Linked DNA regions of Rattus norvegicus: region 1 is linked to region 2. Evidence: chromatin contacts called from public Hi-C data. All regions are on one chromosome and are shown on one strand. The core of a region is the stretch at or near the end of the contact, and the rest is flanking DNA. Distances in the headings are between cores, read along the strand shown.

The links. Hi-C and Micro-C count contacts between places; a contact is called where the count stands out from the background.
Region 1: a Hi-C map of hepatocytes shows a contact between it and region 2, with 1.7 times the contacts expected there. The contact joins the promoter of Iqcc here to the promoter of Zbtb8os in region 2. A contact is called at or near these places in 4 of 12 Hi-C or Micro-C datasets (the A7r5 cell line, Schwann cells, frontal cortex and 1 more) and 1 of 1 datasets of contacts at active chromatin or transcription factors (oligodendrocytes).

What each region holds. Positions count from the first base shown.
Region 1 is chr5:147,245,079-147,247,778 of GRCr8, reverse strand. It overlaps Iqcc (IQ motif containing C), which reads left to right and starts at 1,326. Exons shown (of 5, transcript NM_001400931.1): 1 at 1,326-1,407; 2 at 1,832-1,975. The coding sequence starts at 1,366. Ccdc28b (coiled coil domain containing 28B) reads left to right here. Exons shown (of 6, transcript NM_001134689.1): 5 at 1-15; 6 at 976-1,152. The coding sequence ends at 1,030.
Region 2 is chr5:146,958,948-146,961,647 of GRCr8, reverse strand. Zbtb8os (zinc finger and BTB domain containing 8 opposite strand) reads right to left here and starts at 1,442. Exons shown (of 7, transcript NM_001399489.1): 1 at 1,272-1,442. The coding sequence starts at 1,368. It overlaps Rbbp4 (RB binding protein 4, chromatin remodeling factor), which reads left to right and starts at 2,147. Exons shown (of 12, transcript NM_001107912.2): 1 at 2,147-2,169. The coding sequence starts at 2,154.

The sequences.
Region 1 (2,700 bases), core at 77-2,576, 290 kb before region 2:
TCTTAGCAATTCCATGTATCCTTTTCAAGAGGCTTAATGAGGTTGGTGTGCCTCTCAGGTGAGGGAGACATGAGGGGCGGGTAATCAGTTTCTTCTTTCCTGCCTCTAGGTATAGTCACACATGACAAATATTCCCATCTCCTGCTGTCCTGCCGACTCAGAATTAGCCACAAACTGCTCCCACTTAAGAGGAATGTGGAATTTCCCAAATTCTAAGGGAAAAATATATCAGGTGTGGTTAATCCCATCCCAGCACTCAGAAGGCAGAGGCAGGCAAATAGAGCTTTTTGAATTCGAGGTCATCCAGATCTACATAGTGACTTCTAGGACAACCAAGATTAAAGAAACAAACAAACCGGGGCAGGAGAGGAGAGGAAAATACATGTAGGGAGTATGGTTTAAACACTGATATCGTTTTTGTCTCAAGGTGTAAGCCCTGACACGATGAAAATCTTTGAAACCGACACCAATACCTAGGATACATAGCAAAGCTTGTCTGGTGTTCTCCTGCCCTTTCAGCCTTTTCTGGGGTGGGGAGGGAGAATTTGGGAGTTCGAGACAGGGTTTCTCTGTGTAGCCCTAGCTGTCCTGAGAAGAGCAGGTTGGCCTAAGAATTCACAGAGATGGGGCTGGGGATTTGGCTCAGTGGTAGAGCGCTTGCCTAGGAAGCGCAAGGGTTCGGTCCCCAGCCCCGGGGGGGCGGGGGGGGGGAGAAAGAAAGAAAAAGAAAAAAAAAGAAAAAAAAAAAGAATTCACAGAGATCCAGAAATCCACCCTGCCTCTGCCTCCCAAGTGCTGGGATTTAAGGCATATGCCACCTCAGCTCTTAATCCTTAAATTGTGCCCTGGTGTGGTGGCTCTGAACACACAAACACACACACGCGCGCGCGCGCGCACACACACACAGAGTCTGTACAGGGTGGAAAGGCATGTGGATACACAGATCCAAAGCGTCACAGTCCTTGACTAGCACAGACAGAAGCTGCACTTGGCAGAGAATGCTGAGCCTGAGGAGCAGCCAGCCGCATAGGTGCTGCCTGGACTCTTCTGCTTCTCTCTTCTCTTCAAACTGTGACTTTTTACGGATTCGGGAGCTCCCTAGGTGCTATGAGGTCGGGGGCACTGGTTGGAATTAAACAAACGGAAAAGCTACTCCTCGGTGTTCTCCTTGCTCTCAATGTGCCAGACGCTGGGATGGGGAGGGGCGGCTCGAACGGGACCCGGATATGTGCGCGAATCAGCCTGTGACGCTAGAGACGGCGTGTGGGGCCCTGTTGCGCATGCCTAGGATCGGCGCTGCCTGAAGACTCACCGCGCAAGCGCACGCGTGCGGGTGACGCACAGCGCTGGGCGGTTAGCGGCAAGATGGATCCCGATCTCTTCCTTCGAAAGGTGTCTACGTTGCAGGTCGGGATGGAGTTGCGAGTGGTCCTGGGGTCAGGGGCTGGACCTCCCGGCGAGATGCAGCTGTCACACACCGTCCCTTACCCGCACGCCCTCTGCACTGCACTGTAGAATGCGAAGCTGTGGCGGGGCTAGGGAAGATAAAAGGACCTTAAATCGAGAATGAGGGTCCAGCTCAGCATCTTCTCTTCACTTCCCAGAGCTCCAAAACATAGTCGCCTAACCCTTCCCCATCTCCGTGTTCTCTCTGGCAGCCCCAGGATGCAAAGATCTCTCCCTTTGGGCTCAAGAGTCCGAGTGTTTGCCCAGTACGTGCAAGGCCCTGGGCTTGATTCCCCACCTGTCAACAACCACAAAACAAGAGTACTAGCCAAGATCACCCATTAAAAATGTTAAGAGGTATCTTTGCACTCGTTCTCTACATTAGGCCGGCTTCCGGGGCTTCTTGGTCCGACGTCAATTCCAGAGCCTTCGAGCTGAGTATGAGGCAATTGTAGAGGAGATTGAGGGTGACGTCCGCACACTTCGGTGGACTGGGGGCTGGATTCCCAAGCCCATATTTCTCCCAGAGGTACTACACTCCGCAGCGGGAAAGGAAAGGAGAACCTGCTGTAGGGTTCTGGGGAATGGTGGGACTCCCCACTTTGAAGGTTTGTTTTTGTTTTTTTTTATGTGAGGGTGTCCTGCCTGTTGTTTGCACACTGTATGCCTGGCACTTCCAGAGGTCAGAAGAGGACATTAGACCCTCTGGAACTGGAATTATAACTGTGAACCACCATATGGGTGCTAGGGACTGAAACTGGGTCCCCTGAAAGAACAAGTTTTAACTGCTGAGCCATCTCTCCAACAAGCTCCAAAAGTCTGCAGACACAGAGCCTTACTAGGTAGCCGTGACTGGCCTTGAACTCAATGAGTTTTCCTGCCTCAGCCTTCCCAGGTGCTTGTATTAAAGATGTGTGTGCTGCTACCCAGACAGAAACTCATTTTTTTCTGCCAAGAGCCTCAGTAGTCACTGTTAGCATTCTGTCCAAGCTTCCCCCCACAGCTACCTGGCCAACAGACAGGTATGTGCTCCCCCCACCACACACAGCCACACTCACTGTAAAAGGGGCTGCTTGCCCCCTCCTCACTCTCGTGTGTGTGTGTGTGTGTGTGTGTGTGTGTGTGTGTGTGTGTGTGTGTGTGTGTATGTTTTGTGAAAAGCATGTGCTTAGAAATCTGACAACCCAGCTCCGAAAAAAAGGATAAAAAAAAAAAAAAATCTGACAACCCTATATTTGAATGCTGCTTTTCCAT
Region 2 (2,700 bases), core at 193-2,692:
GTTAAGCAGCAGTAATAATCTGCACCAGGTGAGGTGCCTCATGTCCTTGATTCCAGCACCAGGGAATCACCTAGTGAGTTCCAGGCCAGCGAGGGTTAGAGTGAAATCCTCTCACAAAAAAAAAAAGAAAAGTACTTTAACACTTTACTGAAGGATATGTAAATTATACTCAATTCTTTAAAATTTTTTAAAAAGATGATACATTGCTATGTAGGATGGTTCTTCAAGTTTTTCATCTCAGGAACCCTACACTTGAAGACTACTCTAGGGGGCTGGAGAGATGGCGCAGTGGTTAAGAGCACTGACTGCTCTTTCAGACGTCCTGGGTTCAATCCCCAGCAACCACATGGCGTCTCACAACCATCCGTAATGAGATCTGATGCTCTCTTCTGGTGTGTGACAGTGTCATATACATTAAATAATAAATAAATAAACCTTAAAAAAAAAAAAGACTACTGTAGGCCTGAAGTTATAGCTCAGCAGTTGACTACTGGTCTACAGTGTCCATTAAAGTCATAAGAGATTTCTTTGTTTCTCAAACAGGGTTACTCTGTACCCCTGTTGTCCTGAAACTATGTGGTCCAGGCTGGCCTCAAACTCAATACATCCTCCTGCCTCTGACTCCAGAATGCTGTGATTAGAAGTATGAAGCTGACGCAAGAACTTTATAAAAGGAAAACCCAACAATTTCAAAATATTCATTTAAAAATAACAACCCCAATTTAACATAAATTACCATTTTTATGAAAAACTAAATTGTCAAAAATTTAGTGTTTTTATATTTCAAGAAATTTTAACGTGAGGCAAAAGTTTCAGTACATAATAAAATACAACCTTGGGCTGTGAACACACCCATACACACGTACTCACGCAGAGAAAAAGGTCTCTCTCGATTACTCTAACATGCTCATACTATTCCACTACTGGGAAAACTCGAGGATAACCCAGAAAACACTTAAAAATACAACTAGCCCACAAGTATAATTTATAATGGTAAACGCTACTACACCACTGAACTATACCCGCAAAGTTAAGTGTGATTCAGGCACACGAGGACTTTTAGGAGAATGTTTGGGGCAGGTAGGGCCTCAGGTTTCTTCATTCTCTAGTATGGCGATCTTTTTCTTCACTTTCCCCCTAAATTAGGTACAATGAGGGGCACACTGTGATTATGCCAGAGCACCTGTGGGGCAAAGAAATGGGTGAGGCAGGAAGCTGCAGGTAGGCAGCCGAGGTTGTCCGAATGTCACAGATGTGAGCCACCTACTCACATTCATACTTTCGATTGACTGGAGGATACTTGTTCTTGATCGCCTTCTGCTCCTCCGTCAAATTGTAATCTCTAACATCTTCCTCTTCTTGAGCCATGATTGCAGATTTGGAACTCTACTTCCGCCCTTCATCAGCCAGACTTCGGCCCTGCGCCATAACTTCCGCTCTACACCCCACCCCTTGGCAGCTGGTCTAAAAGGACCAGGACTCCATTCTGGGAGCTCGCGGAAGGATATTGCCGCTTGCGACTTCCAGTCTAGGTCCTCCCGATTTTATAGCATGTTTTAGAGAGCGGCACCCTATTTCCACACTCACTGCGACTAGTATTCTCAAAGCTGAGGGAGTAAGCTAAATTAGGCACCTGTAAATCTAGACAGTGATGCGTTTTCTCCTCGTCTGGCCTTCGGGGTTGCTAACTAGACCCGGAAACACTTCAATTTTTTTTTTCTACCCTGAAGGTGTTGTTAGCATAACGGCCCTCTTAGGAGCTGGCTGCGCATGAGCTTGTGTGGGGCGAAGGGAGAGGGGAAGGGATCACGTGATCTGCACGGGAATAGTCCGGGCAGGCGGGGCGCGCGCGCAATCCGTGGAAGCCTCTGGACCGTAGTGGGGGGGGGAAGGGGCGGAGCGCGCGCCTCGACCCGCGGAAAGCGACTCTTGAGCGTCTCCATAGGCCGCGACACAGATGCTCCGCCCACCCCTCCGACCCGCGCTTCCTCATTGGCCAGTGTTGGCGCGAAGGCACGCGAGCCGGCCCCCCACGCACGGGCCGCAGGAAACAATAGAGGCCGCGCGCGCGGAGCGAGCGCTCGTAGCCTCCCCGCCCCTCCTGCAACGCACGACCCCGGGATCCCCCAACCCCTCCCGGCTCTCCTGCCGCCATGGCTGACAAGGAAGGTGAGTGTGCCGAGGCCGGCTCGGGAGGGTGCTGGGTTTCGGGGCTGTGTCGTGGCCTGTTACGCGGCCTAAGACGGAGAGAAGGCCCGACTCTGGCGAGCCTAGTCCCAGTAACTCCGGCCTGAGGAATGAGCTCCCAGCCGGGCGGGCTAACGGCGCGCCGGCTCCTCCGGAGCGGATGCCCGGCGACGCCAGGTCTCGGGCCTAGGCGAGTACGACGTTCCCTGCCAACCCCTCTGCCTGTCGGGACTCGGGGCGTCGCTCCCCAGCCCCGGGCTCGATGCGCAGGCCTCCTCCTGGGTTTCGTGGACTTGGCGCGCGCCACCGTGCTTCGAGGTTGGACAGCATCGCCCCAAAGGAGTAACGGAGTGTCCGGCTGGGTGGCCCTAGGACTTCCGGCCCGTGGCGGCCGAGAACGGCATTAGTGCCTGCGACCTAGGAGATTAAGACGAATCTCCATTTCGTTGTCAGAACCCGGGCGCCGCGCCGGTGGCTTTGGAGAGGTTTGTTCGCTTTCCGTTTGTGTTTGCT